4 separate regions of the Mus musculus genome follow, and regions 1, 3 and 4 are each linked to region 2. Evidence: chromatin contacts called from public promoter capture Hi-C data. All regions are on one chromosome and are shown on one strand. Each heading gives the region's core, a stretch centred on a gene start, on an enhancer-like site or on the middle of the called end of the contact. The rest is flanking DNA. Distances are from core to core; before and after follow the strand shown.

Region 1 (6,128 bases), core at 897-3,396, 200 kb before region 2:
CAAAATGAAAATGGGGGGAGGGGACTCCTGTTGAGAACAGAAGGATCTGCGGTCAGGGGGATGGATCCGAGGGTAAAAAGCACTTGCTGCCCAAGCCTGGTTCCCCAAGTTCTACCCCAAGGTGCCCCTATAAAAAGCCAGATGAAGAGGCAGGAGCGTCTACAATGGCAGTGTTCCCCTTACTCTGCCCACAGCCCAGATTCCGTTCTCTCCTCAACATGGGTTTCCTGTTCCGTGGTCAAGACATACTCTCTCCAAAGCTGAGTGGCTATCAGCCAAAGAGTCGGGAGAAGGATTTTAGTGACTCCAGGGTCTCAGCCCTCAGCACCCACGCTTGGGCTGGCTTCCTTTCCAGCTAATTCATGGAATCATCTTCGAGTGGGTCAGAAGAAACCACAATTCCTAGGCAGTGATATAGAAACCAAGTCCAGTCAGCCTGAGTCTCCTTGCGGCTCATGCTCAGTCCAACTCACAACAGCGGTCTCAAACAAAGGAGTACTTACCAGCCTATCTTAGTGCGCCTGCTCTTTCTATAGACCCAAGAGGCACAATGGCCACAAGGTTGCGCCCCTCTGCTGCCTCTGAGCAACTGCTAGGTAGGCCACAAGGCAGACCCAACCCTGACATCTGTACTCCTGGCCGAGGACTCAGGCCCTCTCGGTGAAGCCTCCCAACACTGGAGTGTTGAAAAGGCTGGGAGGAGCTGACACAGACTGGAGTTGCTCAAGCCCGGGGCTGCACAGAAGGATCCACTGGTTGCAAAATGCCACAATGAAGCATTGTGTCGGGGGCAGAAATCACAGCACCCACATCAGCCCCCTCAGCTGCCCACAGAGACCCAATCAGCAGACTCCAGTCACACACCCAAGTTTGTGTGTGTTGGCTAAAAGTAACCTGCCCAGCCCAACCACTTCCCACCTGGGTAGCCTTGAGCAAGGTAACAAGACTTCTCTCTGCCTCCATTTCCTGGAAAGGAGACAAGGACAGACACTTAGGATTGCCCTATGGGTTCCACGTCCATGAGATCCACACTTGGGAAAAGGTTGATTACTGAGAGAAGGTAGCTGTCATCAACCTATGCCACAAACATTCCCTGAGAACCTTCTAGGGCCAGCCCCTGGACTGTAAAACCAGGAGTGGAACATGGAGCGTTTGCTCAGCCCTCCCCTGCAGGGATCACCATCCACTGGGGAAAACACACTCAGAACTGCCAGAGAGATGAGGAGGAGGAAACTAGGCAGCAAAGGTGGAGGACGACAGACTCCCTGGGCTGCCTAAATGGGCTGCTTCGCCAAGGAGGAGACTGAAAGGAGCCACACAGAACTGAATGGACTCGACTCAGAGGTCAGGATGGGTCCAGGGCTCCCCGTGTACATTCTCATCCAAGTACCGAGGCTACAGGGCCATGAGGGGTCAGGCAGGACCCCAATGGCAAATGCTAACCATTTACCACCTCCTCAGCTCTGCTCCAATCTTCAGCACACAAGTAAGGGAGCCCCACACCATGGTAAGCAAAGCACAGAGGGAGCAAGTGACTGCCGACCGAGTTCCTCTGGGAACCCACATTGCAACCAGATTTTCCAGTTGCGGGCTGTGCAGACTCAAGCCCCCAAGAGGTCTCATCTCTGCACAGTGCCTGCCAGCCTCACCAACATCTGAGCGCCTAACATATCCTGAAAGGAAAGAAAGAAAAAAAAAAAATGGATTTCCTTCTTCTAACTCAGCTTCATTAATTACAATGCAAGTCCAACACATCAGAGAAGCAGCAGTCCCCCAAAAGTTTAGGGCAGAAAAACCTGGCTGGACAAGGAGTTCAAACGCCCCATTTCAATGATGAGAACATTAAGCCCCGGAAGAGAAAGCCGACTATCCAAGGTCAGGGAGCAAACCCGGAGGGAGCCAAAACAGAAAGCCGGCTCGGCGCGGCCCGGCCCGGCGTCTCCCACCGTACCTGGCCTCGGGCTTGGGCAGCAGGCTCCCCGATCTCTGCCCTCTGGCCTTGGGGTTCCTTTACCCCAGAAATCACCCGCCCTGCCCTGCAGATCCCACGCCTGACGCGTGGGGCGGGAAGAGGTCACCCGAGCCTGAGCGGAGGGACGCGCACGCAGGCCCCGCGGCCCCAACCCCCGAGCGCGGGAGCGCGGACGCGCGGGCACGCGCACGGCTCGCGCACACTCACCGCCGCGCTGCCGCCCGGGCCGCTCAGGGTCAGAGGTTCCATGCCCCTTGTACGCCGCGGCGTCCCGGCGCCGCCGCCCCCGCCGTCCCCGCGCGCCCTTTTTGGGGCGCGTCGCCCCAGCCGGTCTCCGCCGAGTCGCCCTACGGCAGGAGCGTCTCTCGGGCCGAGCCCGGAGCGTTTCATCAGCCACGCTCCCCCAGGGCGCCGGTAGGGGCCCTGCGCCCGCCACGTGCATGAGATCTGAGCTCGTCCCTGCAGTGAAGGAGCGGGGCGGGGAGGCCTGTCCCGAGTGACAAAGTCATGGGATCCGATGCATGAGGCACACTCGGGACCAGAAGTTTCTTCCAGGCTTGTTTTTAATGAAAAACGGTGTTCAGTATTGAAAGCGTCGGTGTAGTCTCCACTTTGTATCTGCGTTTTCTTTAAAAATCTTTAGTTGAGACAGTGCTGTGAAATTGTGTGAGATCTTTACGAAATAATGTGTGAGGTGTTCAAACACACACTTGCACACCCCGCTCCTTGAGATTTAAAAGGATCTGTGATGGCCTGCTTCTTTTTCCAGGTAAATCACTAGTCTTGGGTTCACCTTGGTGGGTTGTTCTGACAACAGCAGACCTGGCTAACTACATGTACTTTTCTTTGGAGTACGTGTTTATATCCTATTAGCCACCAAACATTGTCTTTCAACAAAGACGGTGGGCACTTGGTTGCTGCACCAACAGCCTGGTTTCTTTTTCAGGGGATCGATGAATGCACAGGTGGTTCCCACCCTTGCTTACAGGAAGGACTAGGGCAGTACATGCCACTGCCCTTGTCTCTACAAGTGGTCTTGTACACACAGAGAGACACAAACACATTTCTTCCTTTTAACAACTCTTGAGGACTTCCAGACCACAGGACTTACATGTGCCTGCAGGATGTTTCCAGGCAGCGAGAATGAATTGAAAACCCAAATTAGCATATCCCATGGAGGTGCCCACGGGGACAAGTGAGGATCAAGGTGGCAGGCTACTGAAAATGAACTTATCTGTGAGCAAATCAGCACTGAGTACCTGCTCTGTGCCAGCCTTGCCCTGGGCAGTAGAAAACAGTTCGTGGGAGCCTCCCATGTAGTTTGATCAACTTGCTAAACAGTAATGTAGAGGCCTGGGAACAAAAGACCCAAGGGTGCTGAGACTTCTAAATGCTGACCCGGCTATTGAAAAGGAAACAGCAACAAGCTGTGGCCTAGCCCCGCCCCACCCCCAACCCTGCCTGTGAAGCAACCCTCCTCAATGTCAGAGATGCCCTACTGCCTTCCCACCAGCCTGTCTTCACTCTCCACGGGCCAGCAGTTTTAGGTCGACACACCAGCCTCCTACAGGTACACAAACGGAACTTGGGAAGCGGCGGACAGAGCTGTACTGGTGCACTATGTAGCTGCCTGTGTGCTTGGACAGCTCTGCCCACTCATTCAGGAAAGTCAGGGACTCCTGCTGATGTGAGAGGCTGCAAGGGCGAAACGTTGAGTACTTAGTGTTCTGACTAGCAAGTGCACCCTTGCAGCAACACAAGTGTTTGCATACCTGAAATCCTGGGATAGGGGCGGGGGTGGGGGCCGGAATTCAAGGACATTACAACCAGGGAAACAGACTGCAGAGCTGACTTTAGTAGTGACTGCTTGATGGGAGTCTCGGGCATTTGTGAGGATTTCGATGTGCACTACCTGCAGCCTACACCGGATGAGTCACTGCCCTCTCTCCAAACCCCAAGCTCCATAAATAGAGCACCTCTCACTTCCTCCTGCCCTCCATTCTTTCACTTCCAGGTCCCAGTGTTTGCCTCAGGTCTTCCCTGTCCATCTGGAAGATCAGTGCCAAACCCATTCTCATCACCTGACCGGCCTATTCTTGGGTCTTGGGTGACAGGGCCCTACTTCTGAGAGCCCTGTCCTGCCCTAGGCCAAGGGCTGTCCTCCTCACTGGTTCCCATTCAACCTACAGTTATCCCTATTATGACCACTGGCTCATTCTTTCCCTGACAGCACAAACTTCGAGTCCTAAGGCCATTACATAGCTACCCAGTGCCCAACGGACAGGCTTTTGTTAAACACATCTTAATACATGGATGAAGTAAAAGAATTCTCCCCAGAATGGACAGAATTTCCAGAAATGCAGCAGCAGCAGCAGCAGCAGCAGCAGCAGCAGCAGATGGGATCGGAGGGAGCTTCAGAGAGCACCTGAAGAGCTAACTGGGCTGCCAGTTACATTCACTGACTTTCTAGCTTTCTTGCCATGGGCTGAACAAACTGATCAGATCACACAGCAGCTCTGGCTCACAAGAGCTGAGAGTCACACATTCAAATGCAACTCTGCCACTAATTATCTGTCCTTGAATAAGTGAACTTCATCCCTCTAAGGCTGTCTCCTAATTTATGCAATCTAATACTACTGCAGACATGGAGTATACAGCATGTATATCAACACCTTAAATTAGTATTAATGCATTAATACACAAACTATTCAAAAACGTATTTATTATAAAAGGTACCACCGCTAGTGGCTCCCTATCTGTTCAACTCTTGGAAGTGGTGTGACCTGGTAAACTCCACTATGAGATGTGATATGACAGCAGGTGAGAGCACAGAACTAGACACAGAGCTGTTGTCCTTGCCAAGTGTTCTGGGAGGCAAACAACATATCTGTCAGAAAACTGAGTCAAACTCCTTGGTACCTGTCAGGAAAGGCAACAATCCCCCCAGGGTACTCAAGGTGCAGAAAGCTAAGTGTCAGGGACAGGTAACAGACAAATGGAGTGAGGCCACAAGACAGTAACTGTATGGCTGTGCAGAGGATTCAGCTAGTGTGTGGGTCTCTTTTCATCCTTAAAATTAGGAAGGCAGCAAGCAGCCTGTGGTGGTTTGAGTAGGTACAGCCTCCGTAGATTCACGTTTGAATGCTTGGCCCAGAGGCAGTGGCACTGTTAGGAGATGTGGCCTTGTTAAAGTAGGTGTGGCCTTGAGGAAGGTCTCCTATGCTCAGACTACACAGTGACAGTCTCTCCCTGCTGCCTGAGGATCAGGATATAGAACTTTCGCCGGGCGGTGGTGGCACACGCTTTTAATCCCAACAGAGGCAGAGGCAAGCAGATTTCTGAGTTCAAGGCCAGCCTGGTCTACAAAGTGAGTTCCAGGACAGCCAGGGCTATACAGAGAAATCATGTCTCGAAAAACCAAACCAAACCAAACCAAACCAAACAAAAAAGATAGAGAACTTTCAGTTCCTTCAATGTAAGCATGTCTGCCTACAGGCTGCTGTTTCCCTCCATGACAATAATGGACTGAACCTCTGAAACTGTAAGCCAAACCTAATTAAATGTTCTGGTTTGAGTATGTTTGGCCCAGGGAGTGGCACTATTTGGAGGTGTGGCCTTGGAGTAGGTGTAACACTGGGCATGGGCTGTGAGACACACTTCCTAGTTGCCTGGAAGCTAGGCTTCTGTTTGACTTCGAAACAAGATGTAGAACTCTCAGCTCTTCCAGTACCATACCTGCCTGGAAGCTATGCCGTGCTCCCACCTTGATAATGGACTGAACCTCTGAATCTGTAAGCCAGCCCCAGTTAAATGCTGTCTAACAGTTGCCTTAGTCATGGTGTCCACAGCAGTAAAACCCTAAGACAGTTATGGTCTCCCTTCACAGCAAAATCCTTAAAATCCTAAGACAGCCCCTTCGTGGGCACTGGACTAGCAACCCAGCTTCTTTTCTGGTGTTATCTGCAGCTGTTGCCAACTGGGCTAGAATGCTGCCACTTTTTTGTTATTTCCAAGTAGAAAAGGTTGGAGGTGGGTGACCTCTGTCAGTTATTCCTCCCAACAAAGTAAACACATCCTTAAAGTTCACACTCGATGCAGAAGCTAGCCAAAATCACTTGACATTAAGAGACAGAGAAGCAAATATTGACACAATATT
Region 2 (6,293 bases), core at 1,006-3,505:
TTTATTTGGCCTCTCCCTCAGCACAAGGTTAGACAGAACATCAAGAGGTTTCCGCATGGGTCATCCCCGCCTGTGATTGGGCTTGTTGGAGTTGGGTGGCATGGAAACTTCAATCACGACTCCTGCTTCGATAGGTAGTGAATATGAAGGGAGAAACCTGGCACCCTGGCACTGGCTGTTCCCTAAGTGACCCCTCCTGATCTTCCTCTTATCCTCCACAAGCTTTCCAGGACCTCCTACTTAACTTCACCTCCCTGAGGCTCACTGCCCATCTAGGATCTCTGTGATCTCAGCTCTCACAGTAGGCAGGAGAGTTATTAATGGCAGGATACCTGCCTTGCTGAGCTGCCTTAACCGGAAGCTTGCCCTCTCTGAGCCGCTAGGGTCACTGACAATGGGAGCACTGCTGGGGTGGTATCATACAGCCTCCTCATTTACCTTTTTCCAGTCGACAAATATGATTTCTGATTCATCCATGCCCACGTGTGTGACAGCCTTCTGGAATACTTCCCGCAGCTCCGGGGTGATATCTGGCCTTTTTGCTGCAATGGAGAAGGGATCCAGGATTGTGCTGGCTAAGGGTCCAGCAGATGGGAAGCCAGGTAGGGATGTGGGATGTGGGTGGACGATCAAGAGTAAGGCCAGTGGAGCTGGGGACCAGGTCTGGGAGGACCCTACCATTGAGGGACAGTCCCCGTTTCTTCTCATCCTTCAAGTCAAAGGCAAGCATGAAGGCCCCATGCATCTTCAAGACTATCAGGTCTGCAAAGATTTTTACTCCTCCTACTGCAGGATGAAGGGCTTTGTGAGTCACTAGAATGATGCTGTGGTCCCCATCCCCAAGGGAAGGAAGCACATAGCTATGGACAAGTGCCTGAGGCTCCCTGTGGCTGCCATGTGCTCAGCCTCTGTTGGATGCAGCCTCACTTCTCATTCTTCATAAGTATGGAATGGCTGGGGCCTTGGAAAGGGCCCTTGGTGGTGTGGCATAGTTAACACTTCCCCTTAAACATTAAAACATTGGCTTAGGGACAATTAAAACCTAAGAGTATCTAATCTGGCCCACCAGTATTCAGTTGCCCTCCCCCCATGCTGTCCCTGGTGACCTGGGGATTTGGCTGAAGTCACTGGTTTCCCAAACCATGGGTTTCCCCTCTGAGCTCACAAAAGATCATAAGAATGGTCAAAGCAAGTCTGTCCTGGCAGCTGGACTCCAGTTTGAAATCTACGTCCACTTACAAGCCTCAGAGAGTGACTTCACAGACCTAACTCCCCTGTTCTGCTGCCCCCTTGTACCCTTGCAATACGCTCCCAGAAAGCCGTGAGTTCCAACCCTTACCATACTTGGAGAGGGTCCCATTCTCTCTCTGGATTCCTAGATGAGTGGAGTTATAGACACAGTGGTCATCTCTAGAAAGCAAAGAGACAGAGGACAACTGATGGAGAGGTGATCTGACTAAACTGGGGTGGGGAGTGGGCAAGAGGCAGGTAAACAAGAAAGCTGTCCCCATTCCAGAAGGTGGGTGGGGAGGCCAGGCAGATCCAGTTTGCTCAGGTCTCTAGGCATCTGGGAGTGGAGGCCAGGGCCAGGGTGGGCTGGCTGTTACAAGAACTCACATGGTGTGATACTCTCGAAGCTCCATCGTGTCATTTATCAAGTTGGGGGTAAGGTTAAAAAATACCATCTGCGTCTTTTGAATTTCCTGCCGGTAATCAGGGTTTAGGACAGCCGCACCAATGAAAAACCATTTGTCAGAGAGCTGGGGAGAAGCAGGCACACAGATGAGTAGGGCTTGTAGTATGAACATTGCACTCAGCCGTGCTGTGGGGCAAGCAAGCAATGGCTTCTGAACCATACATGGGAAGACTGAAGCTCAAATGGGCAACTCAAAAATCAGCCATCCTACTGCTCTGTCCCCTGCTGAGAGACCTCAGAGTGATGCTTCTGGGTTTGGAGGCAGGGGGTGCCACCAGGTCTCCAGGAGAGGAAAGGGCAGTACCAGGAGCCCAGAGATGAGCACAGACATCAGGGAAGGGAAAGCCCAGAGGAAAGAGTAGCCTCCTTAAGTGCTCACGTCCAAGTCCTGGGCAGGCACTTACCCAGCTCAGGGTCTCATTGGTGATAGGGTCGCCTATGGTGATGTTGACATGTTCTGGGTTCTGAGCTTCCAACAGCGGCAGGAGGCTCACCATGACAAGAATCATGTGCAGTGCCATGCTTAGGACACTCAGAGGCACCAGGGCTTGGAAGAGATAACTGGTGGATGGAGGGTACAGTGGCTTTTATAATAGATGTGGCGAGGGCATGGGACTGCAGCCAGGGCCTCTAGAGCCCTGGCACATTCTCCCCAGCACTTGGGAAATGTCTTGCGCAAAATGTTCTCTCAAGCCAGCTTTGTGCAGCTCCCTCGGCCAGCCGGCCCTGACACAGACTCCTGCCCTACACCAGAGTGGCTGATTCATGGTCAAGGTGGATACTGGGCTAGCCTGATAATACTTAGATCCCAGTCATGGGTCCCATACCTGTCTTATCCCATGAAGCTGCCTAGCAGGAGTGAGACCTATTCGTTTATCACCCCTCCAAGGGGGCTATGAAGGGGTCCCTGGTCAGGGTTCATAGTGAACTTAGAAGACACTTAGGGGCTCAAGTTAAGGGCCAAGGACAAAGATGGATTAGTTTCCAAAGGAGTGTGATGTTCCTGGGGACCCCTATACAGCCTAGAGGCAGCCGAATGCCCAAAAAAGAGGGGTGAATCTGAGTTGAAAATGTAGTTCAGCAAAGCTCCCAGTATTTACAGCAGGAAAGGATCTGTCTAGAATAGTGTGTGCCCAATCCAGGGTCTGTGCACAGGATCCAGTAAATATCTGGTTCTAGTTCCTGCTTGATAGATATAGCCTGATCTTTGTCTACATAATGAACACTCTCGAAACGTATTGCTAGGGACAGGCCTGGTGACTCTTGCTGAGGCACGGAGTCATTGCTAGGAGTTTGAGATCACAGTGAGCTCTTTCAAAACATCAAAAGCACCAAACATATTAGAACACACTCACAGTTGAGTAATCTACTATTTCTCATGTTTCTGTGTAGTCAGGGTTTTTGTTTTAATGATAAGTAACTTGTCATTCACTTACTGTGTTCTAATTTCATGAGAACCTTCTTTTATCCTGTGGCATTTTGTATTTTATGTTTCCCCTCTTGATAAGTATTAGAGCAACATATTGCCTTTAAAAATTAGTCTACCAACAGAAAAGAAAACAAAACAAGACATGAATCACCTCCAGTATCATGTGTATAAATGTTTCTAATGGCATTATTCAAAGTAGCCACAAACCCCAAGCTCTTAAGTGCCTACCACCAGGAAAATGAGAAATGGGTTGTGACATTTCATGCAAGCATGGTGTTGCTTAGCAACAGAGAGAAATGAACGACTGATAGATTTGACCATACAAATGCAGCTCGACAACATTATTGCCAGCAGATCGCCCAGAGGTGGGGTTGTATGAGCCTGTTTACAGGGCGTTCTAGAGGCTCCAGACTAATTGTAATGATATTAATCAAGTTAGTGACAGTGATCACCTAGGGCAAAAGGAAGGGGCCACAGATGGTCCTGAGAGCCCCCTGCCGTGGAGTGGGCTGTACAGGGCCTAGGAGAACTTGCTGAGCTGGAGCCCCAAAACATATGTGTTTTGTTGTATCTATACAGTCTTAAGAAAGTTTATCTCTTCCCAGAGGAGAAAAAGCATAACCATGAGGAGCCCAAAAGCACCAATGATATGTTCTGTCCCAAGTTAGCAGTGCGCCAGATATCATAATCTCTCTGTTTGTGCCTCTTTGTCTCTGCTATGTCTCTTACACACAGGCGCACACGTACACGTGCACATAAACACATTTGCACACACTGGCAGATATAAATATCTATTTTTGTTATAAAAGCAAATGATGGAAAATAATGAACTTAAGAAACTGATTAGATATCCCCAAAGCTACCTGTGGCTGTGCTGTGTATCCAGAGCCTGGGGTTTCTAAGGCGAGGGTGCAGGCAGGGAAGTGGACACCCAGCTAAGGTCTCCCCCAGGGTACTTGCTGCATATCATTCCAGAGTCTGCCTAGGCTTCTGCTCACATCTGTCTCCCCTGCTTCTCCTGTCCTTTGCCTGCAGAGGCCAGATGAGCAAGGCCTGTCATGAATTCCCAGGCCAGAAACAGTGGGGGACACTCAGCAGGAAGTGTGTGACAAAGCCACAGGCCAGAGTCTCTTTCCAGAGACTTCCATAGCACACTATGCCTGTGGCCAGCTTGACTCTGGGCATGCGTGTGGCCATGACTGTGATTCACTCTGCCCCAGTGCATTGACAGACAGAGCAGGGTGCTACATCAGGTGCCTTTCCTGGTGAGGAAGGACACAGTCTACCATGGCACACTGCATCCAGTCAGGACAGCCATAAGCTTAGCAGGCAGAGATGATCTGTGGATGCTCAGCTTGTTTTCTGCTTTTGGTTAAGTGAGGCATCCCAGCCCGAGGAATGTCACTGCCTACAGTCAGGGTGGCGGCTCTCTGGAAATGTCCTCACAGACACACACGGAATACATCCCCTAGGGGACTGCCAATCCAGTCAAGTGTAAAGATGATCTCAGACTCTGTCTTTGCCACAGGGTGGACTGTGCCTCAGGAACTCCGGTCACAATTGTGCAATCGATGTCAGCTGGCCTCTAGGCAAGCAGTGTCATCTCACAGTGTCCCCCATGGGACACTGAGGAATCTTCATGGAGACTTCCAGGCCCTTTAGCCAAGGCCTAAGTATACCAAGACACCTAGCCTTAGCCTTTTAAAGCTTGATCGTGTTAGCATCTACATGAACCCTCCTGTCTCCCAAGTCACCTGTCTTTCAGTGGTTAGAGTGGCACTTCTGAAGTGAAGGCACCTGTGCCAGGAACTGGACACCTGCGTTCCCCACACCTTCTCACTGCTGCTTGGGTCTCCTGCCTCATCTTCCCCATCCATGCCCTAAAGTGTTTGGGGATTCTAGCAAGAGCATCGGGTTCTGTCAGTTCCTTCTACCCTGATTCAGATGCCCCTTCCAGGAAGCCCTCTCAGATTCCCTGGGCAGGGGTTATTGGACTTAGCTAAGGCTCCACTCAAGACTCTCCACGAAGGGAGGGAGGGAGGGAGGAAAAGGAAGGGAGCAAAGAAATGATATTGACAGTGTCAGCAAACCTTTATTGTTACAGAGACAGAATCAAAGTGCACAGGATGGGGTAGGGTGTGGTGCACATGGGGACAGCCCAAGGAGACCAGAGAGCTGAGTTCATGCCTGGCTTTCCTCAGGATCTTTCTTGGTCTCCTTCTCCAACTCAAGATGCTTCTTTTCCTGTTCACTGCACCTGTCCTGGAAGATATCAGGGAGGAGAGCAGAGTGAGTAAGCCAGGGCTGGTGGCACACACCAGGGTTGATGAATACTGAGGCAAGAGGATTGCTATGAGTTGCAGTAGAGTAGCCTGGGCTGCAAGATTAAATACAAAAACAAAACAAAACAGAAAAAACAGGACAGAACAACAAAAAAAAATGGCAAGGTAGGTAAGCCTGAGGGGCAGCTTGAAGCCAACCCAGCCTTAACCAGAGCCCAGGAGAGAATGGTAGAAGAGGACATAGCCCACAGGTGTCCTCTGACATCCACACATGTCTTATAGCATGCTTGTGTACCCACACAGTCACACATGCACACACACTAGCTATGAATACACCTATTGTAAGGTGGGTTGGGGGGAGTACTGTTGTTGGTCACAATGGCACGGTAGTGTCAACCAGATGTGTCTTAGATCTGCCATGGCTCCCTGCAGTGGCAGGACAGTGGTTCTCAGCCTTCCTAATAATGCAAAACTTTAACACAGTTTCTTGTGTTGTGGTGATCACCGACCATGATTTCATTGCTACTTCATAACTGTAATTAGTCTACTATTATAAATCATAAATACCTGACGTGCAGGACATCTGACATACAGGTTGAGACCCATCCTAGAGAACCACTAGTCTAGGGTAAGTTGTCCCTCATCTCTGAGCTCCGGCTTATTCACCCCATTGATTGTGAGCAGAATCCCCCAAAGGGCAGGCATTATCTAAACACTTCTGTCCACAGGTGCAGGATGAGTCTACTGGCCCCACTGGTTGTGGGGTGGGGAAGTCATGCTGTGAAATGGCTCAATGGCAGTGTCTGTGTGCAGGCACCTCTCCCGGGGAATCCTGGGGCTGGTGATGCCAGGAAAGGCTCAGGTGACCAGAGAATGAAGTTACAAA
Region 3 (5,930 bases), core at 945-3,444, 210 kb after region 2:
CCTCCTCCTCCTCTTCTTCTTCTTCTTCTTCTTCTTCTTCTTCTTCTTCTTCTTCTTCTTCTTCTTCTTCTTCTTCTTCTTCTTCTTCTTCTTCTCTTTCTCCTTCTCCTCTTTCTCCTCCTCATCCTCCTCCTTCTTTTTCTCCTCTTCCTCCTCCCCTTTCTCTTCCTCTTCCTCCTCCTCCTTCCTCCTCTCCCCTCCCTCTCTCTCCATCACCTTATGCCTACCATTAGCCAACCATGAAAGGCTGAGAGACTGTACTGCTGAGATGGATCAGTGGGTAAGGTGCTTGCTGCCAGCCCTGTCTGTCTGAGTTCCATCCCTGGAACCCACATGGTGGAAGGAGAGAAGTGACTCCTTCAAGTTGTCCTCTGACCTCCACAAGCACCCCCACTATAGTGCATGTGTTGTGGCACATGTATTCCTGCAGAAACTATTCCCACAAACAAATAAATGTTATTTTTATATATTAAAAAATGTCTGAGAATCAAGAACACAAAAGAAGGCAACTATGCCAGAAAGTTAAGCCAAGACAGTTGCTGTGTTGAAATGTGTATGGAGGTTTTGTGCTTCCTGGCAGCCAGAGCAAAAAAGGAAATTCCATCCGTGGCCAAGCTGTCTGTTATGGTGCATGGGAAACCCTCTCATTTACAGACAGACACACATGTGCTCTGGATACCAGCAAAAGGGAACTGTGTCTGCTGGGTCTCACAGAAGGAGCATGGTACACTGACTGTGGAACAGACCCCCTGTTTCTTCCACGTGCAGGACCCTGGCTCTCTGGTCTCAGCTCTAACAGGGATTGCCTGCTATATGAAGGAGTGTGCCGTGAGGGAATCAGGGAGGAGGAAGGACAATGGCTGGAACCCCTGGAGGAGAGAGAAGAGAGTGGAGAGGGATCATAGCACCATGGACGGGAGGAGCTCTGATGCAAACAGATGTGGGTTTAAAAATCTCCCATTAGAGTATATAAATCTAGAGGCTAGGGATGTTGCTCAATTGGTAGCGCTCTTGTCCAACATGCAGGAAGCCCTAGGTTTAACTCCCCCCACCCCCACCCCCCACCCCCCAGCATAAACCAGGTGTAGCTGTAGTTCATGCCTGTAATTCTAGAACTCATGAGGAGGGTCAGATATTCAAGGCAGAGCTGGCTACAAATCCAGTACAAGGGCAGCCTAGAGCTATATAAGACACTGTCTCAAAAAAAAAAAAATGTTGCAGGTTTTAAATCAAAATGTTACTGTGTTACCTTCTTTAGGCGCTGTTATAAAAAACCCTAAATCATTAGGAATGATACAAAGTGTGTCCTCTCTCCAAACTTCCTTGAACTGGTTTAGTCTAAAAGTATCATCCTGTTGATGGTTCTGGAGCAACTGGAGCGACAGGAACATATATCTTACGGAGGTCACAATGACCCTTCAACTCTTACCACACCCTAAGAACAATGCTGTTGCCTGTTGGCATTCACCCCTTCAACCTTCACCCCAAAGCTAGGATCCAGGTACTTGTGTTAACAGCGTTTATTGGTGAAGAAATGAGCACAGAGGGCTCAGCATTCTTTTCAAGCGCACACAGCAGGAAGACCACAGGAAGCTGCCTGGCTTTGGAGGCTCTGTTCCCTTTCTTACGGTGGAGCCCTAGTGGGTCTTGTCAATCCAGGAGAGTGAAAACTTATATCAGTGAAAGGCATCTGCACATGCTTCTGAGGTGAGCCTGGGGGTTCATCTGGGTACTGATGGTTTCACTGTGGGAAACCAGTGTGGCTCGGTGAAGGGATAGCATCTCTCCCTGTCCTGATTATCTTAATGGCTATGAGAGGTTGGAGACCAGAGGGAGAGTCTTGGGAGGAAGGATGCTTTGCTCTATAGCCAACTTCCCTGGGCCTTAGTTTTGTTATATGAGAAAGAAGCCAGAACCAGGCTACCTGTATCTTCTGAGATCTTGGGGGAAGAACTGGAGGGACAGGCCAGACACTGCCTGACTGCCCCATCCCCTGTTCTCCCTGGGGAAAGTTGACCTTTAATGAAACCTTTCTAGGGTCTGAACTCTATTGTGCTTGGTCAACGTCCCTTCAGAGTCAGTAACCATGGCTTCCTGTCCACAGAGTTGGACCTGGGCTGGGCTGTAGGGATCGATTAGAGCTGGCCCAAGACCCTGATTGGCCTTGGCTGAGCAAAGCAAACACCAAGGTCATCATTTGCCTCCGGATCCTTCCCCAGCCTCAGTTTGTAGCTGCCACTGCCGGGGAAGTAATCCCTGCTCCCACACTGAGCTGTGAGAGAGACATCAAAGACCAAAGACCACAGAGCCATGCAGGGTCTCAGGACCCTGTTCCTGCTGCTGACTGCCTGCCTCGCTTCGAGGGCTGACCCTGCGTCAACACTGCCAGATATCCAGGTTCAGGAGAACTTCAGTGAGTCCCGGGTAAGGCTGGCCTCTCTGGCAGAGGTGATCACAGTGGTGGTATGCCCATGCTCCTGGGCCTTGCCAGCTAAGGCCTGCCTGTCCTGTCTTGGGAGTACTCATCTTTCCTATCTTGTAGATGGCATCTCAATCTCTAGGAGACTTTCCTGGCCAGGCTGTTAGGTTATTCTGAGATTCTCTGAAGATACAGCTCCCTCACCTGCCATTCATTCTTTGGGGCCCCCTGTAAGCCTAGTGCCTTCCAAATCTGCGCTGTCCTCATGGGTCCCCAGAGGAATCCACATATGGCAGGTGGCATAGGGTGGACATGAACCTGTGAGCTTTGTGGACAGGCTTGTGGGATTGTGTGAGGAAGAGAGGTAGGACACTGGTTGATGGGATTGGGGAAATTACGAAGTGTGAGTCTAAGGGCACCTTGGCCTGTGGCAGACATGTCACTATGTGTCTATGCATATGTGTCTATGTGCAAATATTTTTGTTTGCATACACATGCCCTTGCATGTACGTGTGTGTGTGTTGTAGAGTTACATGCTTCCTTCCTTCCTTCCTTCCTTCCTTCCTTTCTTTCTTTCTTTCTTTCTTTCTTTCTTTCTTTCTTTCTTTCTTTCTTTCTTTCTTTCTTTCTTAACAAAGCAACCCCAGCTTTGTCCTGAATCATAAAATTGTCTGTGTAGGGACCCTGTCCACCTCAACGCTGTCTCCATGATCTATCTGAGGGGTTTTCAGAACACTCCCGGTGATTTTCTATACCTTAGGACAAGGAACAGGTGTGCTGGAGGTCCAGGGGCTGGAAGGTCAGCTCTATCTGACTGCTGTCAAGAGGAAGAGGTGGTTGACTGGTCCCAGAAGGTCCCACCAGGTTTGTAGGGTCTCCATGGCACTTCCGCTGGCTGCCTCACAAGGTGGCAGACACTGCCATGAAAGGTGTAAAACCCAAGCTTCATTTTCCAAGGCAGCGATAGCTGGTGACCTCAGAATATGCAACCTGGACTCTACCTACTCACAGGGGCATCTCAGACACTTTACTTCTGTGGAGCAGACCTTGTGTAAGGAAGGGGGACTCTGCACACCTCTGCCCTAAATATGCTGTACCTGGAACTCCACTGTCACCTTGAGACACTGTCCCTTAAAGGGCTGGTCCTTGGAGGAAGGAGGGGAAATGTGGACACATCTCCTCAAGGGCTTGGTTAAATCCAGATTTGTGGCTCTTCCTAGATCTATGGAAAATGGTACAACCTGGCGGTGGGATCCACCTGCCCGTGGCTGAGCCGCATTAAGGACAAGATGAGCGTGAGCACGCTGGTGCTGCAGGAGGGGGCGACAGAAACAGAGATCAGCATGACCAGTACTCGATGGCGGTGAGTGGGGGGCACAGGAATGACCAGGCTCCCTGGTACCCCCATCTTGTCCTGGGACCCTCAGCTAGGACCTTGCTTCTGAGCCTCAGGTTCATGGCTGTCCTCAGCAGATGTCTCATGAGCCTCTCAAGGACTGTGTCTCCAGCACTAGGCTTCCTGTGCAACTTCCCCCATCTTGCGTATTCCTCCCTTGGCTGAGGAAAGGAACAACTACCCCAAGGACCTAGCTGGAGAGCCTCAGGCCAGTGGGTCTAGGGTGAAGTGTAGACTCTGTCCATTCCTCCCTGATGCTGTGCAGTCTATCATGTTCTCCCCCTCTCCCACCTGTCCTCTCTCCACTGCTGCCACTGTGATCCATGCCTCCATCCCTCCATCTGCCCATCCATCCATCCCTTCCTCCCTCCCTCCCTCCCTCCCTCCCTCCCTGTCTCCTGCAACCCATCTACTTTCCTTCCCACCTTCAACCCCAGTCTTCCCCTTTGATCCAGTCTTCACCTAGCAACCACAAAGACTTTTTTCAAGATTTATTTATTTATTTATTATATATAAGTATGTGAGTCCTGGACATACTGTTTCCATGCCATTTCTTCTACATACTGCTCAATACAGCGTGTGTGTCTGGCCCTGGATGGACTTCCTGTCTCACATCACTACAAGCCCCATGCAAGCACAGGCCTTTGAGACTTTCCTTTGTGTCCCCAGCATATGGCACAAGTGTTGTTCACAGGACAAGGAGTGGTTGTGTAAGAGTAAGAGAATTCTACAGCGTACCCCTGACCCATAGGAAGTGCTGAGAGATCCCTATGACAACCACGAGGGTCAGTGATGTGTGATCTCCATGTCCTGGATAGGGACATTAGACAGTGAATGAAAGCTGAACACCAGTTCATCACTGCCACCAGGGTAATGTGCAGCAATGACAACCATGGCGTTACTGCCAGGACACATGAACCTGTCCCCTTTCCCTGCTCCTCATGTACAAAAGAGGGATTTCCAAGGGCTAGGATGACAATGAAGCAAGATATTTGGAAATTTTGGCTTTATGATTGCCAGGAGAGGTGTCTGTGAGGAGATCACTGGGGCGTACCAGAAGACGGACATCGATGGAAAGTTCCTCTACCACAAATCCAGTAAGTGAGAGGACACACCACTGTCTCTTCCTTCCCCTTTCTCTCCCCGCTCCACCCTTGCAGCCTTCCTTCCCATTTATCTAAGTAGTCATCCATCCTTCCCCCAATTGCATCACTGCCATCTTGGCACCCACAGCCCCCCAGTCACCATATGACCAGAACTGGGAGAGGTGCAGAATGCCAAGGATGACATCAACGGCTCCCCACCCCACAGCCCCATGCTTGTGTTTTGTGGCAGAGGGATATGGGCCCAAATTTACTCAGAGATTTAGCAACTGTCTGTTAACTGTGCTGTGTGTGCCAAATCATTGTGTGTGGGATGCACGCCGTGGACGGTGAGCACGGGAGAGATTGAGTGCATGCGCAATAGTAAGCAAATGAACGGGCAGATGAGTTCATGGGTCATCTGAAAGACAGGTGGAGGGAGTGATGGAGGGAGAACAGAAGGAAGGAAAGACAGACAGATGGGAAAGAAGAAGGAAGAAAGGAAAGCTGGCCATGGTGGTTTATGCTAATATTCTCAGCAATGAGTTGGAGGGAGAAGGGTCAGAAGTTCAAAGTCGTCCCTGGCTACATAGCAAGCTAAAAGGCCAGACTGAGCTAAATTAGACTCTGCTTTTAAATAAAAGAGGGAGAAAAGAACAGGAACTGGGGAGGGGGAGGAGAGTTAGTGGGCAAGAGAGGAGGAGAACAGAAGGGTGGGAGGAAGGAAGAGAGGAATGAGAAGAGGAAGGTAGGAAAAAAGAGAGGGCAGGCACCAGGGAGGGAGAGAGACAGAGAAAAGGAAACAAGAGCGGACTTAGAGTGGGTGGATGGAGTGGAGGTGGGTGAGTTGATGCGGTCTAGCAGCTGGAGAGAGGGATGCTGGGTGAGCAGATGTTGATCCCTTAGAAGGGCCATGTGGCTGTGGGGATGGATGTGGACACGCTGAGTGGAGGATGAGTGATGGGCCTCCAGGGTGAAGAGCCTAACCACTGCCTCCTTCGGTCTACCTGCACCTCCCACACAGAATGGAACA
Region 4 (6,143 bases), core at 3,249-5,748, 150 kb after region 2:
CCCAACTTTCAAATCCAGTAGGAGTTATTATCAAGAGCAAGCATGACGTCAGCACCGTGCAGCACACCACCGGGCTCACCCACTCACTGAGTTCAGACACTGCATGAATACGGATCACACAGTGACTAGTTCGGAAAGGCAAACGTGACTCAGGTATAGCCAGTGAGACACACACAGTCTGGCACCTGTCAGCCACCAGGTGAATTATTTGGAGAGAAATAGAATGCTTTTCTACTGGCCTCTGTGTTTTTGAAAGAAGACATGCTGTTTAGAGATGTTGTAGGCTCTGTGTGTGCATGAGGTAAGAAGTCTCATGACCACTCGAGAGTGGCAGAATGAGAAAACTATTGTGAATGTCACCACACCTAGGCTGATCGACCTTGAGGTTGTTCAAAGGGGGATGACCACTGAACCCTTTTTAAAATAGAGTTGAATTAAGTCTTCAGTCACTTGCAGCCTGAGGGTGACTAGGTGAAAGGGCTCTGGGATGCTGACGATAGCCCTGAAGTCTTCTCCAGCAGGCCTATGCATGGGTGGCAGTTAAAGATGTCACATGTCTGCATGGTGAATGGGGAACCACATGGTGTATCAGGACTCTTTACATGCCAGATGTCCCTGTCTCACTAACTGAGGATAACTGCTAATGGTCGAGTGCCCAGACACACTGAATTTGCCTTCTGCCATGGCTGGCTTTCAAAAGTCACGGGCAGCCTCAGTGACCCTGGGAAGTGGGAACAGGCTATTTAGTTTGATTTGACAGAGAAGCCTGTGCCCCAGCAAGGGCAGGTGCTTCCCTTCAAAAGCACCTTGTGCATTTCCCATATTACATCCCCATTCAGGTAGGCATGCTAAGAAACAGTGGCCAGGCAGCATGGAGAAAAGCCAACCCCTGTATCCAAGCTTAGATGGCTTCCCCACCAGGCCTGTATCCCAAAAGTTCCCAGAAGTTCCACAGTCAAGAAGCCGGGTCCCTGACCCCGGGAACCTGTCCTCCCTTCTTGAGTCTGCCGAAGCTATATCATATGCACCTGTCCTGGATGTTTTCCAAATGACAGAGGAACACCAGGTGAGAGAGTGAAGGCACGAGAGCCACATGTGTCCTAGATCATCTCTGGCTGTAGTTATGGGCACCCTAGAGGCTAGAATAGAGTACAAGACTAAGATCTCAGAAGAAAGATCCTGGAGACAGAATCCCATTGTCTTGTGCCATTCAGCTGCCTAAGGCCAAGCCCCAGAAAACCGTCACAAATGCAGCCCATTTTTTGGAATTGGGCTTCTTTGCACACTGGAGGCATAAACTTCATAGTATCCAGTACACCTCAGTTAGAGAAGGACCTCGAAGATCCCGAGGGGCGAGATTCTATGCCTAGCCATCTTTTTGAAGAGATGGTTAACAAGAGCCCAGAGAGAAGGGACTAGCCCAAAGCCACACAGCCAGTCAAAACAAGCCTACATTTTATTTGTTTTCCCTAGAGGAGAAAGTGAATACTTTTAGAGACTTGCTACTTGCTGGGGACCAGAGTTTCAGCTTTCTCAGTAGGATTGGAGATGCAACCAGGAGCCCTGGAGCCATCTATGTGAGTAAGCTCCAGCCTGGAAAGTTGGCTGCAGAAGGAAGGAGGCCCGGCAGTGTGACTACTGTTCGAGTGCTGTTTAGGCTACTGTTAATAATGCTGGTGGCTTCACCGGCTCGCGGGCAGGCTTTGCTCTCCCTGGCTTCTGTTTTCATTACAGCTTCACAGACCTTGGCTTGGCTATGGAGGGGCTCCAAGGTATCTGAAAGATCAATTCATAAGGACAGCTCCCAGATGTGAGCCACGAAGGACACAACTTCTTCTGACCATGTAACCCTCCAGGGAGTAGCCAGGGTTGTTCCTGTTCAGAGACTCAGCTAGAAGCTGCCTTCTATCTGTGTGGCTTTCCCTTCCTACTGGTTTCCTGGAAACACTGGAGACTCAGAAATCCACCCCAGATTCAGCATTCAGGGAGGCCCAAGGTCCCCCCAAGCCCAGAAGACATAGGAACCTCGGAGGATGGCAGATGTGTGGATGCTGTCCCCAGTTGCTCTACCACAGACTGAGTGATGCCAGGGCTGGCTGGGAAGGGCGTGAGTCTGTCCCCGTCCCACCTGCCTCTGTGGCCTCATCAGACCCTGTGTACCCAAGACAGCCACACCCAGGTCCTTCTCCACACCTTCCACCTCCTCCATGGGAACACACACACACACACACACACACACACACACACATAGGTCATCTGTCTGGACAGGATACGGTCCAGAACTTTCCCATTGACTCACACTCATTCACAAAGCAGCAAGCACTGATACAAATAGCAGCTGTGGTTTACTGAACATTTACTCTACGCTTCCTGGGCACGCTTCTTTAACTTTCACAAATGCTTGCCAGCTGGGAGGGCTGGAGCTCACCTTGGTGATGTAAAAAGGAGAAGCAGAGAGGTGGCAGGCCTGGCCAAGCACACACTCCAGTATAGAGGACTTGAATTCAAGCTGCCTGTTGCTAGGTTCCTATGCTCTGCTCCAAAGTCTGCTTTCCACTGAAGTGAGTGAGCCCAGAACTGGCTCCTCTGCATGTCAGACCAGGCCAGACCATGGAGACATTTAGAAGGTCCCTGGGCACTGAGATCAGAAAAAAGAAACTGCCAACAAGATATCAGGGGAGTATGTTGGGCTACAAGCAGAGACAAGGGAAGGCATGGATTATAGGCTACTTCAACGAAGATCCCAGAGCCCAGTGTTCACCCAAGAGCAACAGGGCATATGGTTGCCCAGGAGGGAGGACTTCTCAATGTAGAAGCAAGGAAGGGCAAGAAGGAGCCAGGGTAGGGCAAAGAAGCCGAGGTGGGTAGATGCTTGAGGATGTACGGCCAGAAGGGCAGGCAGGCTTTGGTACTGCTTGCCTTCCTCAAACTTTGGCCCCGTTGAGGCAGGGGGTGCTCTTTGGCACCACCACACTGCCCAACCGCTGGCATCTGCCCTGGCACAGGGTCTCCCGGAGAAAATGAGTCACCAATGTGCTCACTAGTGCCCTGTGTATACGAATGCGTGTGGTGGGGGGTGTGGGGGAATCTCAAACAGCCAGCTTTTTCCAAGACATGGAAAAGAAGGGGGGCGCCTCATCACCCTGGCTCCAGCTCAAAGGGGCGTTTCTTGAGAGGGTGGGCGGTACTATAACTCTGGCCAACCTCTTCTGGGAGCCCTAGAGTACCAGCAAGATGGAAAGGCAAGCCTTGTGCCTGAGATATAGTCCACAGGGCCCCTCTGGACCGCGTTCTCCCACACACACCCACACATAGTGACTGAATCCCTCACTCTTACAACTTCTGCACAAGCTGGGAATCCCAACTGTGGGGTGCCCCTGTGTGCGGGGGCCCCGCCCTGGAGATTCCCGGCCCCTCTCTGGCCACGGTTCCCTCATCTGTACAAGGAGGTTGGACTTGGTGATCTCCCAGGGCCTTTCCGCTCCCACAAGCTGGCTCTCACCCCTTGCTTACTCAGGAGAGGGACAGGAACTGCAGGCTTCCCGGGAGAAGCTGGGAAGTTTGAGGTACGCAGACCCAAGAAGACACATTCACACAGGCAGAGAGGTTAGGAAATGCAGGAACGTGCAGAACCCGAGGCCGAGCCAGGAACAGACACCCGGACCTGACGACCGACAAACTTGATTCACAGGACAGTGGAACTAAAGCCATGCAAGCCCGCGACCTGCAGACACCGAGACTCCCTCCTCCGGCCCCTGCCCCCTGCCTGCCACTCTGAGCACTGCCACTAGACCCCTCTTGGGATCGCTGGTCTGGCTCTGCGCGGACCCTCCCTTGCTGGTCCTAGTCTCAAAAGAGCTCGGCCTGGGGTGCACAGCCCCTGTTAACCCCTGGCGTCCCGCCTGGCGGGAAGCTACAGGAAGCTGACGTTACTCTGCGAGCGTCTGGTGCGGCAGGGAACCCCAGACTCTTGTGCACATCCGAGGTTCAGGAAGCTGAATCGGGGGCAACCCTGGGATTGTACTCACCCCCCGGGTCCTGACGCCGCTGTGCCTCGGGCCCCCCGCGCGAATCCCGTGCCCATGGCAGGCCCCTACTTCATGCTGCGGAGCCCGGGGGGCAAGTGTGGGCGCGCCCCATGGGGCCGCCAGCCCCCCGCCGCGCCGCGCCAGGCCGGCTCAAAGCGCGCTGCCGGCGCACCCCCAGCCCAGTCCTGCGCCCAGGGGCGCCGGAGCAGACGGACAGCACGGCCCCAGCCCGGCGGTCGCCCGCGCCAGGCCCATGGTCCCAGGACTGCCGGAGCCGCGCTCGCCCCTGCCTCGCTCTTTTTCTGCTTCCACCGAAAAGGAAGAAGCAAGAAAAGGCAGGGAGAGAGAGATGATCAAACTTTTGGAGGCGGGCCGCTAGCGGTCTCTGGAGGCAGAGCAAGGCCGGGAGAGCGCGCGCGGAGGGCGGTGGAAGCTGCCTCCCCGCCGGCCTGGGGGAGGAGAGGAAAAGGAAGGATTTGGGGGAAATGAAGGCGATTTAAAGTCTCGGCCCGCCGCAGCTCTCCACCTTCTTCTCCTCCCCGCGCCGGGCCGCCCTCTGCTGCCAACTGCTGCCCCCTGCCGGACGCAGCAAGGGATGCAGCATCGGTTGCCTCGCGCGACCGTCCACCTATCCATCCTGAGGGGGACATCCCACCCCCAGATCTCAAAACAGACTCATGAAAAAGAACCTCCTCCTGGCTACTCATGGATCTATCACAATTGAGATTAGGAATTTACGATTAATGACACTAAGGATCCTCGATAGCGGGCGGTGGGGGAGGAAGGGGGAAAATTCTACTCCTGAGAGGATCCTAGAGATGCAGAAACACAGTTGGGACCTTGACTTGGCATCTACATTTCCACGACAACCATCTGTCTTAACTCCCAACTCTTAGCAGAAACTCTTGCACCCTAGAGCTCCGTGGAAGACCGCTGTGGGTAAGCGTGCTGAATGTGTTCGGCCTTTCTGCATTTTCTCCGACCAGAGACTCCCCGGAATCCCACGCGGCACCCTCTGACACCCAGGCAGATTCTCAAACTCACGAGCACGGCTCAGCCCTGAGACTAAATCTCTAGCTTCTGGCCTCTACAAGGCGATTCATACCACACTCCCGCACACACACTCCCGCAGGCACACTCCAAACACTCACACTCATTCACACGCAGACACAGCCACGCACTGTACTGAACTTCCGCGAAACACCTTTGGATGTCTGGATTCCTGGCGATCTCAGACGCTACGCTCCCAGAGGCAGCCACCCGAGTGCTCACACCCGCACAAAATGCACATGCACAGCGCACACACTCCCACATGCACAGTCCATGCAGCTCCCCGAGTGCACACTCCCCGCTTGCACACGACCCTCTGCGAATGGCAACCACAGGCGTGCATACAGGACCTGCACCCTCTATTGCACATGCATCCACCTTTGCGCACTCCAAACGCCCAGAGCTCCGTGAGTCCCAGGGCACTTACTGGGTCCCCAAGTGTGACGCTGGCCGGTCGGTTCTTAGGCGGGTGCCTAACGGCATCTGTGGTCATGGGTCCCCGCAGCCCCGGGCGCGGGGGCGGGGGTGCAGTCCCCTTCCCTAAAGGCGCACAGGGCGCGACGGCGCCGGGAGGAGCATGGGAGCGCGGGCCTGCGCCACCGGCCCGGTCCCCCTGCGCTGCAGCCGCGGCCACTCCGCGTGCTCCGGCTCCAGCTCGAGCTCCGGGTGCGGGGGGTGGCTCATAGGTGCTGAGGCCGCGACAGACGCCGGCCCTTTTGAAGTCTCCGCTGGGGGCGGAGAGGGGGGCGCTGAAGGCGGCCTTTTAAATCGAGGCTGCACGCGGGCACCGTCAAGCAAGGTGTCTGGTTTCAGCAAACTTTCGGAAAAGTCCCAAGTCGGAGTGGGGGAGGGCTCCGCCGAGCTGTACGAGGCATCCTGCAGGGGGCAGAGCACCCGGGGCTGCTGGGGCCCCCCGCGCACCCCCCCCCCCCCCGCCTCCAGTCTGAGTGCTTCACCTTCCTTCACAAGAACACCCGATGCTCTGCACTGATTGCCCGTGTCTGTGCCTGAGAAAGGGCCGCGGGTCTTTCTCGAATTTTCCTAAGTTCACAGCTTCGAAGGTAA

What was found. Promoter capture Hi-C pulls out the DNA fragments that hold promoters and counts their contacts. Capture Hi-C pulls out chosen DNA fragments and counts their contacts.
Region 1: a contact with region 2 is called in a promoter capture Hi-C map of liver. The contact joins the promoter of Tmem268 here to the promoter of Orm2 in region 2. A contact is called at or near these places in 15 of 39 promoter capture datasets (the 3T3-L1 cell line, 3T3-L1-derived adipocytes, the C10 cell line and 8 more), 3 of 15 datasets of contacts at CTCF or cohesin (the NIH/3T3 cell line, embryonic stem cells and pro-B cells), 28 of 484 Hi-C or Micro-C datasets (B cells, CD4 T cells, CD8 T cells and 20 more), 13 of 115 datasets of contacts at active chromatin or transcription factors (the 230-238 cell line, CD8 T cells, bone marrow-derived dendritic cells and 8 more) and 3 of 9 other capture datasets (adipose tissue, liver and macrophages).
Region 3: a contact with region 2 is called in a promoter capture Hi-C map of liver, with 7 times the contacts expected there. The contact joins the promoter of Ambp here to the promoter of Orm2 in region 2. A contact is called at or near these places in 23 of 39 promoter capture datasets (the 3T3-L1 cell line, 3T3-L1-derived adipocytes, the C10 cell line and 14 more), 1 of 15 datasets of contacts at CTCF or cohesin (pro-B cells), 16 of 484 Hi-C or Micro-C datasets (the C10 cell line, the HL-1 cell line, the N1E-115 cell line and 8 more), 2 of 115 datasets of contacts at active chromatin or transcription factors (double positive thymocytes and trophoblast stem cells) and 3 of 9 other capture datasets (adipose tissue, embryonic stem cells and macrophages).
Region 4: a promoter capture Hi-C map of adipose tissue shows a contact between it and region 2. The contact joins the promoter of Col27a1 here to the promoter of Orm2 in region 2. A contact is called at or near these places in 15 of 39 promoter capture datasets (the 3T3-L1 cell line, 3T3-L1-derived adipocytes, the C10 cell line and 8 more), 1 of 15 datasets of contacts at CTCF or cohesin (embryonic stem cells), 3 of 484 Hi-C or Micro-C datasets (embryonic stem cells, liver and pre-B cells), 8 of 115 datasets of contacts at active chromatin or transcription factors (bone marrow-derived dendritic cells, bone marrow-derived macrophages, embryonic forebrain and 5 more) and 4 of 9 other capture datasets (adipose tissue, liver, macrophages and 1 more).

The regions. Positions count from the first base shown.
Region 1 is chr4:63,554,781-63,560,908 of GRCm38.p6, reverse strand. It overlaps Tmem268 (transmembrane protein 268), which reads right to left and starts at 2,146. Exons shown (of 10, transcript NM_001356354.1): 1 at 1,952-2,146.
Region 2 is chr4:63,358,411-63,364,703 of GRCm38.p6, reverse strand. It overlaps Orm2 (orosomucoid 2), which reads right to left and starts at 2,255. Exons shown (of 6, transcript NM_011016.2): 1 at 2,101-2,255; 2 at 1,618-1,760; 3 at 1,340-1,410; 4 at 679-786; 5 at 439-542. The coding sequence starts at 2,217. Orm3 (orosomucoid 3) reads right to left here. Exons shown (of 6, transcript NM_013623.3): 6 at 5,198-5,387. The coding sequence ends at 5,307.
Region 3 is chr4:63,150,436-63,156,365 of GRCm38.p6, reverse strand. It overlaps Ambp (alpha 1 microglobulin/bikunin precursor), which reads left to right and starts at 2,194. Exons shown (of 10, transcript NM_007443.4): 1 at 2,194-2,424; 2 at 3,640-3,782; 3 at 4,836-4,912; 4 at 5,922-5,930. The coding sequence starts at 2,311.
Region 4 is chr4:63,213,767-63,219,909 of GRCm38.p6, reverse strand. Col27a1 (collagen, type XXVII, alpha 1) reads right to left here and starts at 4,498. Exons shown (of 61, transcript NM_025685.3): 1 at 4,029-4,498. The coding sequence starts at 4,084.